5 separate regions of the Zea mays genome follow, and all the other regions are linked to region 4. A link is a contact called in public Hi-C data. All regions are on one chromosome and are shown on one strand. Each heading gives the region's core, a stretch centred on a gene start, on an enhancer-like site or on the middle of the called end of the contact. The rest is flanking DNA. Distances are from core to core; before and after follow the strand shown.

Region 1 (2,700 bases), core at 28-2,527, 250 kb after region 4:
CTAATCTAATCATACCAAGTTAATCTAGAATCCATCTAATTTGATCCGATTTAATCTGAGGTGAGTTACTTAATCAGTTTAGTTAATACTGGTGCAATAAATTAGACCCTATAAACATATTTTAACCTAAATTAGTGACTTAGACCTATCCATAAACAACAACCTAACCTATATCATGGGTTGTATGACCTATCTAGCCCAACCTGGAAGGAAAACAACTAAACCTGATTCTACCTACTCTCATTTATATTAAGCCACCTATTAAGCTATCTATTCTACCTACTAAGCTATTTGGTTTACCTAATCTGTCTTAACTATATGACCCCAACTCGGATGGTAACACCAAGGCCCGAGAAGGAAGAGATCAACCTCGATAAGGAAGAATAGGAGTCGAACAGATTCCTAGATAAGTCAAGATCCACCATCCGAATTGGAGCCTTTTCCTTGGGGTGAGTGGTCTAATATTGAGGATTGAGTTTCTCTTTAAAGAAGTTGGAGAGCCGGAGCTCGAAGCCATTGCTCTAGTATATATTCTAAAGTCTAATTTTTGTCCCAAACTCTTACCTTACCCGACACTAAGTGATATCAAGTGTAAAATGTCAGGAAAAAACTTTTCAACTTGATATCAAGTACAAGTATATATGTGTTTGACTTATAAACATTAAAGGATTTTATTGTATCTAATAAAAGTTATTTTTGTGCATAAAACGATAATTTATTTAATTGTATGTTCGTAAGACTTTTATATAGAGAAATGAGAGGGGCGGGCCTCCATATTGGTGGCGTTTGGCTCAGCAAACACAATGAGATAATGGTAACGTAAAGAAAAACGACGCTATTTGTTACAATGTAATGATCAACTGATTTTGTTTGGATGATTCAGGTAGCATATTGCTGTCCTTTTACGCCGTTTGCTTTCCTCAATTAACGCATTGCTGCCCCTTCAATTTACAACAGCTCTGAGCAGTTCCACTGTTGTTGTCCAGTCCAGCTAGCAGCAGTGACTCTGAACAGTTAGTTCTACAGCGGTTCAGCAAACACAGTGTTGATCAAAGACAGGTATTGTACGCAGCGCTGCTGATGGTTTCATCCTATATATGCTTCTTCCCAACCGAAGCATAACACCCATATGCATCATGCATGCATGGTTGAGCACATGAGCACATCCCAGCCAATGGGTGAAAACAGACTCCTATTTCTCATGCGAAAGATCGGGGCGCGGTAAGACAGTTACTAAAACCAACAGCGATTAAAAAGAGGGAAAACGAGCGGACGAAAAAATGGCTTCTTGGCCAGAGAACGAGAGAACGAGAGAACCAAAGAGACAAGGGGGGAGGACCCCTTGCTGTTGTTCGTTTGCATGCAGGGATCGGCACGAGGGTGCTCGCCCACTCTCGCGTCGATCCGGCAATTTCCATGGGGCTGCTGAGCTCCGCCAACAGATGCGGCTGCAAGAACATCCTGAGCTGCAACCTACTAAGGTGCGCGTGCTGCTGCTCGTGGATCCGCTCCGTCTGCGGCGGCAGGACGACGACGAGCAATAAGGCGGCCGCGCAGCAGGAGGCGTCGGACGCGGAGAGGAAGGCGAAGAGGAAGTTGGCCCGTGGCTTGTGCGGCGGAGCGGTGCGAGAGGCGGAGGAGCCCCTGACGTCGGAGGCGAAGAAGAAGAGGACGAACACGGCGGCGACGATCCCCGAGCCGCAGAAGTGCAAGTGGACGAAGAAGGCGCGGAAGAAAAAGAAGACGAAGAATGAGCAGAACGGGCTGGCAGCCCTAGTGGAGGAGATCTCGCTCTCGAGTAAGAAGAAATTTTCTTTCTTAAATTTCACCCTGAGATTCTGCTTAGTACGTACGACGGAAACAGATCGATCGACAAGGCTTTCCATGAAAAAGGGACGTGCTTCTCAGCAACTCTTTTTACATGCAGCAGACAGTCCCAAGCACAGGGCAGCAGCAGGGGAGATACTGCGGATCGGCAACCACAACATCCCCAGCAGGGTGTTTACGTTCCGTGAACTGGTGGACGCCACCAACTCTTTCTGCCCAGAAAACCTGCTGGGCGAGGGCGGCTTCGGGAGGGTGTACAAGGGATGCATTCCAGACACCATGGAAGTAATAAATGAGCATTTCATTCCTTGTGCACGTTCCATTAAATTTTTTTTTAAACTAATAAGGCCATGAAGAAACACATGTTAAATATGCAGGTCATAGCGGTTAAGCAGCTCGACAAAGATGGGCTGCAAGGTAACCGTGAGTTCCTCGTCGAGGTGCTGATGCTTAGCCTGCTGCACCATCCAAACCTAGTCACCTTGGTCGGGTACAGCACAGACTGTGACCAGAGGATCCTAGTGTACGAGTACATGTCACTCGGTTCACTGCAAGACCATCTCCTCGGTAATACAAAACAAACTCTCAATCGTCAAATATCTTTTCTATACCTGTATGCTCATGAACTGTTTTTACCTGTTTTTTTTTTAAAAAAAAATTGTTCCATCTGAATTAATTCTATATACATATATATAGATCTCAGTCCGAAATCCCAGCCACTTTCCTGGCACACACGGATGAAGATCGCAGTGGGTGCAGCTAGAGGCATCGAGTACTTGCACGAGGTAGCCAACCCGCCAGTGATCTACCGCGATCTCAAGGCATCCAACATCCTCTTGGACGCAAGCTTCAACGCGAAGCTGTCGGACTTCG
Region 2 (2,700 bases), core at 14-2,513, 220 kb before region 4:
AGGTTGGCGCTGGCGTACGCCGTGCAGGAGCAGTTCCTCAGGCACCGCTGCCGGCACTGCTCCAGGCTGGAGTTGAAGTCCACCACCGCCCGCGTCGCGTCGGGCACCTTGGCGTGCGGCAGCACCAGGAAGCCGTCGGTGCGGTTGGCGCAGTCCAGCGGCGTGGCCCGGACGCAGCCGTCCCGCCCGTCCCGCATCGCCCACGACGCCGGGGACCGCGGCGTGAACCCGGGGAGGCAGGAGCAGGCCGGGACCTTGTTGGTGTCGCACACCCCGTTGGGCCCGCACGGGGACAAGGCGTCGCACTGGTCCTTGGGCGCGTACCAGTAGAGGGCCCACGCGCCGGCGACATCCAGCCACGTCCACCTCTGCATCAGCCCGCCGCCGACGCCCGTGCTGTTGAGCACCAGCCTCGAGACGATGCCCGCGTCCCGGACCTGGAAGCTGTAGGTGGCCTCGCGCCCGTCGTTGACGAAGCGGAAGCTGAAGCCCATGCCCTTGTAGGTGACGGTGTCCGGGACTCCCGTGAACTGCACGCCGTCCCAGGGCCCCGACCGCCACACCTTGGCCGGCCCGTTCCAGATGAACACCTCCGGGTCGCCCGACGTGTCCATGGCCGCCACCACGGGGCTCGGCGACGGGTCGGAGGGGCTCGCCCACGCCGTCAGCGTCATGTTCGCCCCCGCCGCGAAGTCCACCCCGAGCCGCATCCCCGGGAGCAGCGTGTCGGTGGGGTGGTCGAACCCCTGCCACACCACCCGCCCGCGCTGGTCCGACACCACCAGGTTGCCGTCGTCCTGGATCCGCGCCGCGCACGGCCGCGGGGAAGACGACGACAACGACCGCCACACCACCGTGGCGTTGGCGTCCGCCACGGCGAGCGCGCACTCGCTGGACACGGAGAGCGTGGCGCCGGCGCTCTCGCTCGCCGCGCCGCGCACGGGGGCGGCGCGGTTGGCCACCCAGACGACGGTGCGGACGGGCACCTTGGCGTACCAGATCCCGACGTAGGTGCTGTTGGAGCCCGGCGGGGAGAAGAAGCCGAGCACGAAGCTGCCGGCGCCGGACGATACGAGCGTGTCGTTTCCCCGCAGCGGCTGGCCCGGCGTGATGGTGTCCCTGGCGCGGGAAGCCGCGGGGAGAAGCAGAAGCAGCAGCAGAGTCAGAACCATCGCGTCGCGGCGAGTGAACTAGCGGAGCAACGAGCTCGCAGTCGCACGGGGTGGACAAGATGACAGCACCCGTATGGTTGGCTCGTGTCGTGGTCAGGCGTCTGGTCAGTCCGTCATTGCCATTGGGACGGACACTGCAGTTTTAGTGGTAGATCTGGGCTTCGGATCAGGCCCATACGAACAGACCCGTCGGCTTAAGTGTAAGCCGGGCTGCGATGGGCTGGTCGAGTTTCGGTAGCATTATATCTGGCCTCTTTAGCTCAATCTGGGCCATACATTGATACAACTTTCTTTCCATGTCACGACGTCGGCTCTTCCCATAACTGGGCCATTCCCTTGGACGACCAAAAAGAGAGAGAGAGAGAACAGGGCCCATTGCTTTTGAACTACGTAGTTTTGAACTTTGAAGTCTTAGGTGTGCTCTGTTGCGCTAGAAATCCGTCGCGAATGATGGATGCAGAGACAGGCTTGAGGGCGAAGCCACACCCCACAGGCCGGGGAAGACGAAGGTCGTCACATCCATGATCCATGCACGCGTCAACTCGCCTTGCGTGGCCCCCGGTCTTTTGGGGGCGCCGAGGGACCGGGCAACCGCCGGTCCAGCAGCAGCCAATCCGCCGGCGGCACGGGTTCTCCTTTGCCTGCGGCGGGCATCATTGATGGAGGCTGCCGCTTTACAACAAAGATACGTCAGAGGATAGGATGGGGGGACACATGGCTGGAATGGAATGGAATGATCGCCCTCCTGCACGCCGGTCCGAGCCGACGCATCGAACAACTGCAAGGTGCCAAGGACGGACGGCCTCGATCGGTCCTCCTGGGGAAACAGCGAGAGCCTTAAAATCTCCTCGTGTCCTGCTGCTGTGTACTCCCTCCAGTGCAGTAAAGGTAGTCGTTTAGGACTTGATTGTGCATACCAAGGAGTGATTAATTATCATAGAGTTTTCCCTGTTTGCCCCTATTAAATAGGAATATGGGTGCATTAACGTCACTAAAACAATTAGGCTTGATTGGTTGCTGCAGCAGCTCCAAGGCATTCTAGACTGGAGGTCTCAAGTTCGATTCTTAAATGCATCTTTTTTTGTGCAATTACTAGGGGCAACAACGTCTAAATCCCAGACCTACGCGCAGGATGACTTCTTTTATTGCACCGAAGGGAGTATGTGTTACTACTGATCATCGAAAGGCAAAGATGTCCTTGGCTTGACAGCTACAGGTGGCGATGAGGACGAGTTTGGCCTTCCATCCAGTACGCTAAACTGATAGCTTCAGCTTTGTTTTGCGTGCGGTTGAAACGAAGCAGTCCTTTGCATGGACTATTAACCATGGTTGAAGAACTGGTTGAAGAACTGAAGGGGAGTCCGATCCCTGCATCCTTTACCTGCCACCTGCCATAACAGACCCTTGCCTGTCACCGCCATGGTTGTTGGTGGGCACATCCTGTCGTCTACTACTTCTCTCTGTGCTTCCATTAAACCTGTTCGTTTCGAATTAAACCTAGCTGTTCATTATAATGCATAGATACAAA
Region 3 (2,700 bases), core at 189-2,688, 200 kb before region 4:
AGCAACTGAATTGTTGGAAATTAAGCATGGTGCCAAATGAAGCAAAAATCTTTTTTTGTCCCATTGCTACTCCTGAACTACAGAGAATTTCACGGGAGACAACGACTTCTAATTTGATACTAACCGGAATCTGGAAGCTTGGAAGGCACTCAAGTGTGAGATCAGTAATAATTCTCTTGGGCGCGTGTAAACAGCAGGGCCAGTTCAGTTCAATCGCTCCGTGAATCCACAACCACCACTGAGACTAAGCGGTACGATCCAAGCCACCGCGGCATCGGCTAATCCTCTAGGCTTGAGACTGCTGAACTGATGACGACACTGAGGTGGCTACGGAGGCTTACTTGAGGCTGCATCTTGGAGGACTTGCCCGAGGAAGGCGTCGGTGAGGGATTTGAGGGGGTTGGACCACGAGGCGTCGTCCGAGGCTTAGTTGTTCTGGTCCATGACGAGGTGCTGCAGCGCCATCTCCGCCGTCAGACGAGCGCGCGTTCTCCGAGGACGAGAGCCGAGGGGTGACGAGGAGCTTAAGCCGCGTGTGGAAGTCTCCAGAGGTGACGAGAACGAGGAGGGCACGGGAAATCAAGCGAGGGAAAATGAACCAACGACGATCCAACGACTATGAAGTTTTGAGCTGACGTGGATACACTCATATGTGTCGTTTCTGTCCTGCATTAAAGATAAGGAAAGGAAATGTTCGAAAGGACCTCTCTGTTCACCGCCGGAAGGGCAGGCAGGATGATTGGCCTCATCCGAAATGATGAATGGGGTGGTGAACGAAACAATCTACCGTCACCTCAGGTCAGTTCAGCCGGACTGTTCGGCATTGACGAACTGGGTCGAATGTTTTGGGCCCAACTTGACGTGCGACGTCTCGAGGCCCGGCCGACGACTTTGGCCGCGGCCTACAGGCCGTAGCCCGACAAACTAGCCCGCTGTGCGTGCCTCCATCCGGAGTCCGGACGCACAGCACAGCGTCGCGCCCTGTCACACTGAAATTTATTACACGAGACGGAAACAACAGTAGCAGTAGCGCCTGCTGTCTGCCGGCCTGAAGAAAACGCCGGTGCAGTGCAGTGCAGTGCAGTCGCTGGGCTGCAGGCCGGCCATCCCCATCATCGATCAGACCGCGCGCGTGCAAAACGGCGGCAGCCGCGTGCCGCCCGGGCTACTAGTAGAGGGCTGTGGCGACCCAGCGACGGCCGGGAATCCCCAGGCGAGATCGGAATGTCCCCCGGCGCGTGCGCGTCGCCGTCGCCGTCGCACGGGGCGCGCTATAGCTAGCTCCCCTCTCGTTTCCTCGGGCTACGCGGCGACACCGCTTGCCGGCAAGCATCTATCCGTGCGTCGCGACGCGACTCGCGACAGCAAGTCCTACCACCACCTCTGCTCTGCTCTGTGCACTACAGCGACGCGCCAAGCACATGCAGATGTAGGGCTGTGTAGGCGACCACTGCTGGTGCACGTACGTACGGTGGAGCTAGCTAGCTAGCAGCACGCGCGCGTGCACTGTCGTCGTTGGATGCGGCGGAGGAACGTGTCGACTGAACTGTGCCTGTGCGTACGTATATGCACCTGTAGCGAGGAGGGTGGTCCGATCGATGCATGCAGCTGCAGCTGCTGATGGACACGGCGGACCGGAGATTGGAACTTTGGAAGGGTGAACCGCGGACATGCATGGGCAGGGCTTTGCTGGACGTTGGTTCGCGACAAACGGGAACGACGACGACATGCGTGCGTGCATCACCTAACGACGACACTGCGCTCTTCTCCCTACCGCCCGTGCATGGTTGCTGGGATGATGAGCAGGCCTAGACCCCACATGTTCCCCCTCCTGCACGTGCGTGCACGGCTACCTCTGCTGTGACCCACCACCCCTGCAGGTGTGCATGCATGATTAAGGAATATATATCTGCACGTATATATCTGGAGTCAGAAATAAGGCGATCGTGAAATACCACTCAATCCCCCTCTAAACGCATCCAACCCTCTCCAATCCATATATTAAAACGAACGGGCACTTCAAAAGGGGTCGTAGGATCGTGCGTGACCTTGTATGTGTTGATATTGTCGGAGTTTCGGCTTGTTCGCTATGGTTTGCTGTGGCTTTAATCCGACTTCGGATGCGACTTCTATAATATTTTGTCTATATGGATTACAGCTGCATTAATTGCGGTTGCAGGGCAGCCGAACAATGACCGACTTGTAACTTGTACGCATGCTATCTATATAGGGCAAGAACCACGACTGTGAGCTACAACGGTGTCGCGGTAAGGCAGGCACAACTGTAGCACGGGCGAGCGTGCAGTGACCAGTGGCGAGCCTGAGCTGAGCCCCCTACGGTATACGTGTACAAACGAGTCGTCCGAGCCAATTTGGTCCCGGCCCGCCAGACACGGTTGGAAAACTGGGCCAGACCTTCCAAGCCCGTGGGTCCATTTTCTTGCATGGGCGGGGCACGGTACGGTCCTAAACGAGTCAAGCCGAGCACGAAAAAAGTGGGCTAAATGGGCCAAAAAGTGGGCTAAACGGACCAAAAGGCAGGCTATGTGACCCTAGCATTAAACGGGTCAGGCCAACACGTCGGGCTCATTTTTCTGTCCGGACATGGTCCGCTTATTCGTAACTGATGTGCCTGAGCCCGTATAAAGCGGGCATGGTCAGGCTCTTACCAGGCCACAAAAATGGGCTTCGAGTCGGCCT
Region 4 (2,700 bases), core at 90-2,589:
TGTTCTAACGTTTCTGTAAACGATAAAGCAAAAGGAAGGTAGTGGGGAAGAGGATGATACACATGACTTAGGCCCCCTTTGGCAGGGTTTCTAACAGCTTCGGCTCTGGCTCTTCTGGCTTCTTGGCTTCTATAGAGGAGCCAGAGCCGTTTTGTAATTCATTTGGTAAAACAGCTTCTCACGTGGAGACGGTGGCAGAGACTGTAATTTCGTGAAACATTATTGTGTGCCGGATAGAAGGAGCCGTTAGAAGCCTGTTTTCTCGTGCTTCGGCTCCCAATAGCAAAACGGCTCTGGCTCTTTGATGGCTCTCGGTGAGGAGCCGTTTTTTTAAGACCGTTTGGTACGGCTTCACGAAGAGCCACAAAAAGAGCCACCGAGAGAGCCCTGCCAAAGGGGGCCTTATTGTTGCTTTCACCCTCTCTTTCTGGGCTCTAGCAATAGCAACCGCTAGTTGCAAAATATCTATCTGGAAAGCTGTAAAGCATAGCATTTGAATACTGAAGGATGGATGGATGGACGGCACACTGCCAATGCGATTTTACTGTCACGCCGGCTCGCTCAGTAACGCATTAGCTGGTGGAAGCGGAACACGCAGCATCAAAATTCACAGATACTAGCAACTACACGGAAGCATATTGTCACAGAGTTCTAAATCTAATCTACAACCGCTGAATGGAAATAATCTCATATCAATTTGCAATCTGAACATTTCAGAGGAATATTAAATGTTGATGTTTCTTTCTGCTGAGTGTTCTAAAACCATAAACCATTATTTCGCGTCTTGTACAAGCATATCCGTTAATCCATGAACAATGTGCACAGCCATGTGGAAAGCATGGAGCTAGCAGTAGCAGCGATCGTACCTGGCACGTAGGCTGTGAGGTAGTACTCGGAGTCGGTCTCGGCCCAGTCGACGGCGGTCCTGGCGTTGCCGCGGCGCAGCGCGGCGAGCAGCACGTCCGGCTCGAACTCCCACAGCGGGAACGGGTCGGCTGGGTCAAAGAACTTGCCGAACAGGAACGGGCTGAACAGGGACCCATCCGCGAACACGGCTTCGGCGCCGGCGCCCTGCACGAACCCGCTGAACGTGTTCTCCAGCAGCGACATGCGCCACCTCGGCGTCGCGGCGTCACCGCCGGCCGGCAGCAGCTGCCGGACCTCGATCGCCCGCCGCCCCGGCATGGCTGGCTGCTCAGGCTGCCGCGGGGAAAGCGCGCCTAGAGGGAACTGACGGTTTATAGGAGCGGCGCCGCCGCGGTGGAGCTGGCCTTTGGGGAAAGCAGAGGATGGGAGGCGCGATTCCGTCTGCCGTTCGCTGGCTATGCCATCGATGATTCCCGCCTTTTCTTATTTTCGCCACATATATACTGGACATACTGGGCTGCTAAAGTGTGAACAGATTCTTGCCCGGTCCATTTGTAATCCCTTATCAATTTCTCAATGCGCTACATTTTCAGAAATGGAATTCACAAAGCCAAGTTTTTACAAAAGCTTTTACCTAACCAGCTGAACAAATAAAAGGGCGGAAGTATGACATAAACTAACTAAAAAAAAATACTAAACAACATTAACTATTGTTTTTGGTCTATTCATAGTGACAAGATATCAAGCAACAACCTCCAATGTTCTTTATCATGAAAATCGACTGATAGTTCACCAATCTACGAGCCCCACGATCTAACGCTATGATATGTGGCTATATTTTTACGCCAACAGTTGGCAACCATCATATAAAACTCTAATCAACAATGGCGAGCCAACGCCTATGCAACATTGACAGTACAAGTATAGGAATAAAATTTGAAATTATAATAAACCTTATAACCAGAGGCGGATATTGGGTCTGGACCACCTGGGCTGTGGCCCGGGTCGTAGCCAAAAACAATTTTATATAGGTAGTAGACATTTTGGCCCATAAAAAACTCTAACAGGCTTCTATCTGTTTTCTGCATCCAGCGTCGTGTCTGTCACCGTGCGAGGGCACCAGCCGCCAGCCGCAACCCGCAGGGGCGCTAGCAGACGAGCAGAGCAGGCTAGCAGCACTGCAGCAGTACCACAGCGGCGCAGCGCAGTCTGCAGCCGGCCAGCCGCAGCCCGCAGGTAGGGGCGGTAGGCGCATCGAGCGCGTAGCCGCCAGGCGCCACCGCGCCAGGGGCAGGGCACGAGCAGCGGGCAGCGGCCAGTCGACCACCGGCCACCGGCCAGGCCAGCGACGCGCACACGCCGACGCCCACTACACTCGACCACTCGCGCAGGCCCAGTGACCAGCCGTCCAGCCGCCAGCGTGCTGTACTGCTGTTTCACTATTCCAGTTCCAGGCTTCCAGGTTTCAGGCCAGCGTGTAAGGGCTTCTCATTTTCTCAATTTTTTTTACTAATTACTAGTGAACAACGAGGTAAATACTAGATTGTTAAATGTTTCTATGACTGATAGTAGTTTGACTCACTTATATATTTTTGCAATCATTAGTTATATTGTCATGTTGTATCTCTTATTTTATACAAATATTGAACCTTTAATGTGTAGGTTAAAATTCACGTGCTAATGTTGATGAAGTTATAGAGACGGAGAAGGACCAAATCGTCTCTAATTAGGTACTTTTATATTTTTAATCAAGTTTATTGTATTTTTAGATGCTGAATTGAAGTAAATATTATCTTAGTTTATGTTTGTGGTATATTTAGTTTTAGCGGTATA
Region 5 (2,700 bases), core at 32-2,531, 130 kb before region 4:
GACGCGTACATGGTGCAGGTGAGCGGCAGCCCGCCGCCGTAGAACTCGAGCGTGGGGATGTACTGCGCCATGGCGCCGGTGACGATGACGTCGATGTACTTGGTGCCGGGCCACACCCTCCGGATGATCCCCTGCCACGACGGCCTGGCGCACTCGGCCTCGACGGCGTCGGCGAGCGCCGGGTCGGCGCGGAGCACCCGCGCCACGGCGGCGCGCACGGAGCGGTCGGTCACCTCGGCACCGAGCGCGCCCCTGCGGAGGTCCCGGCACAGGCGCTGCCAGTGCTTCTCCAGGAAGCGGATGGCGCGGAGGAAGCCCGACGCGAAGACGGCGCCCACGCGGAGCACGTCGGCGCGGTGCACCAGGCCGCACAGCAGCTGCGCGTACATGCTCTGGTACGCGTCCACGCAGAGGACGGCCTCGTCGGGGCTGGTGTGCACGGTGTAGGGGTCGTGCGGGCGCTCCAGGAAGTGGCGGCTCCGGTAGAAGCTCGTCAGCACGGGGCGCGCCGGGTGGCCGCCCGGCGTGCGCGACTCCGCCTTCACGAAGTAGAGGTACATGCACCTGCCCCTGTCCAGCCCCGGCACGGCCTGGCTCATCACCGGCATCAGCAGGCTGTACAGCAGCGACCGCCGGTCCATCTCGTCGGCTATCGCCGGCATCAGCTTGCGCTCCCCTCCGGACGTGCCGGAGCTGCCACCATCATCGCACGTACGGGTACGGCCATTATTACTATCACTCTTCACGCGCGCGTGCGACGTCGACATGCACATACACACACTACAGACCTCCTCACACGGCACGGGGCAGGCAGGCTGGCTCACCTGGTGAGGAACTCGCGGATGGGCTTGCCGGAGAGGATGGGCGACGTGTCCCCGTTGGCGATGCGCAGCACGTCGGGCAGGATGTCCTCGTAGGTGACGAGCGGCGCGGCGCGGCGGAACGCCTCCACGGCGCCCGGCGCGGCGCCCGAGACGCCCAGCCGCCGCAGGTACTCCGCCGGCGCGTTCTGCGCCAGGATCTCCGACAGGACGCGGCGCTGCACCTGGGCCGCCCCCGCCGTCACGCGCTCGATGTACTCGAGCAGGTCGCGGTGAGTCGCGGGCGGCGCCGCCGCCGCCGTGTCTCGCATTGTGACGACCGGCGCCTCCGGCATGCCTATGGTGCTGTGTCTTGTAGCTACTAACTACCTCGTAAGCTCTCCTCGATTCCCTCTCGCCGTGTAGAGTGCTGCCAGGTGATTAGTGGCTCAAGGCTGGCAAGTGCGATCTGGAGCTCGCGTGTGTTCTTGTGTGACAGGAGCGAGGTGTGGGTGCGCGATATTTATAGATGGGCAGCGGCAGGGCCGGGGGCTCGGGCTCGTCGTCTCTGCTCCGTGCTGCCGCTGTTCGTGTCTCGTAGCGCCTGTCCCCGTGCGTACCAAATGGAATATATATATATATATATCGCTTTGGGCCAACCCCCCCCCCCCCCCCCCCCCCCCCCCGAGATTATATTCTGGATAATGTGCATTACAGAGCGTGTGTTTGTTTCGGAAAAAGAAATCACTCACTCACTCACTCCCACGTACTGTGTGTACTGACCAAGAAGTGCTTTTAATAATTAATTATGACGACAATATGTGATGAAGCTGATGGACGTGTGTTGGTTCGACGCGCACGGAAGAAGGCGTGGTTTCTATGATGATGAGTCACGTAAATGACGTGCAGGGCCCCAACAAGTAGCGAAACCGTTCGGTTCCGGCGCGATTCAGACACACGATCTGCGTGATCTGATCTGTGTGTGATCATGAGAAGAAGAAGAAGATCGATATCGACGGAGAGTGGCAAGAACTGCCATAGACTCCATCAGAACCGGCTCTGAGGGTATGCAGGGTATGCGACTGCTCATGTCCCCAAGATCAGTAGGGTCTCTATTTATCCAGATTATGTCCAAATACATATACGTTACATCAGGGCCGTGCACACGCATATACACCCTGTACGCCCGAATAGGGCCTCCATTTTTTGGGGGCCAAATATCTCGCCCATTAGTAATACTAATTAGGTTTAGTCATTAGCATTTGTTATTTATCAATTTTGGAGATTCCGGTGGGCTGCTCGGCTGCTCTAGCACCCACTATTGGCCAGGCAACGGCATGCATCTGGCTTCTGCCTTCTACGGTCTTCGCTGCTGGCTTCTGCCTTCTACAGGCGACCAAATTTTTTGCTTTTTGACCCTCCCTCGGAAAAAAATTCACGTTTGGACCTTAGAAAATTTTAATGTCATTTTTGACCCTTTGCTCGGCGCCATAGCCTATGGCGCCGAGGTAACACAGCTTGGCGCCATAGGCTATGATGCCGAGGTACGTGTTGCGTTGGCACAAACGGATGCCGTGGCGTCGACGTGGCACCGAGCTCGGCGCCATAGATCTTGGCGCCGAGTTCACTTCTATACACAAAGCTGGTCTAGCTTAGTTGGTAAAAATAAGGCTCTTAACATTGTGGTTGTGGGTTTGAACCCTATGGTAGGTGTTTTTTAATAATACCTTTTGTCTTTGTCACTTATTTGTTTTTTTTACAGATTTTTCGTTTATGGCTCATGTTAAAGAGTGCCGAGATTTTCTTGATCGCAGGGATGCGATGCATCGGTGCTGATACAAGGTAACGGTACCGAGAGGACGGATCCTGCAAACCTCTCGCTTGGTGGGTTCAATGTCAT

What was found. Hi-C and Micro-C count contacts between places; a contact is called where the count stands out from the background.
Region 1: a Hi-C map of bundle sheath shows a contact between it and region 4, with 2.4 times the contacts expected there. The contact joins the promoter of LOC103635820 here to the promoter of LOC100278747 in region 4. A contact is called at or near these places in 4 of 25 Hi-C or Micro-C datasets (bundle sheath, ear, leaf and 1 more).
Region 2: a Hi-C map of tassel shows a contact between it and region 4, with 5 times the contacts expected there. The contact joins the promoter of LOC100191473 here to the promoter of LOC100278747 in region 4. A contact is called at or near these places in 4 of 25 Hi-C or Micro-C datasets (bundle sheath, ear, leaf and 1 more).
Region 3: a contact with region 4 is called in a Hi-C map of ear, with 3 times the contacts expected there. The contact joins the enhancer-like site here to the promoter of LOC100278747 in region 4. A contact is called at or near these places in 3 of 25 Hi-C or Micro-C datasets (bundle sheath, ear and leaf).
Region 5: a contact with region 4 is called in a Hi-C map of leaf, with 2.9 times the contacts expected there. The contact joins the promoter of LOC100280297 here to the promoter of LOC100278747 in region 4. A contact is called at or near these places in 5 of 25 Hi-C or Micro-C datasets (ear, endosperm, leaf and 1 more).

What each region holds. Positions count from the first base shown.
Region 1 is chr8:124,292,007-124,294,706 of Zm-B73-REFERENCE-NAM-5.0, reverse strand. It overlaps LOC103635820 (probable serine/threonine-protein kinase PBL23), which reads left to right and starts at 1,277. Exons shown (of 5, transcript XM_008658199.4): 1 at 1,277-1,798; 2 at 1,931-2,112; 3 at 2,205-2,394; 4 at 2,524-2,700. The coding sequence starts at 1,417.
Region 2 is chr8:124,769,868-124,772,567 of Zm-B73-REFERENCE-NAM-5.0, reverse strand. LOC100191473 reads right to left here and starts at 1,263. Exons shown (of 7, transcript NM_001353503.1): 1 at 1-1,263. The coding sequence starts at 1,172.
Region 3 is chr8:124,748,164-124,750,863 of Zm-B73-REFERENCE-NAM-5.0, reverse strand. No RefSeq gene overlaps it. Among protein-coding and RNA genes, the nearest start is that of LOC100285601, 17 kb to the left of the region's middle. Within about 2 kb of position 1,438, at least 20 of the 20 cell types and tissues checked have an H3K27ac peak or open chromatin away from gene starts, as enhancers often do. A contact at or near this core is called in bundle sheath, ear and leaf, where this site is marked.
Region 4 is chr8:124,546,238-124,548,937 of Zm-B73-REFERENCE-NAM-5.0, reverse strand. LOC100278747 (21.7 kDa class VI heat shock protein) reads right to left here and starts at 1,339. Exons shown (of 2, transcript NM_001151924.2): 1 at 867-1,339. The coding sequence starts at 1,185. LOC103635823 (a long non-coding RNA gene) reads left to right here and starts at 1,976. Exons shown (of 2, transcript XR_557645.4): 1 at 1,976-2,344; 2 at 2,530-2,700.
Region 5 is chr8:124,674,941-124,677,640 of Zm-B73-REFERENCE-NAM-5.0, reverse strand. It overlaps LOC100280297, which reads right to left and starts at 1,281. Exons shown (of 3, transcript NM_001153224.1): 1 at 825-1,281; 2 at 1-693. The coding sequence starts at 1,156.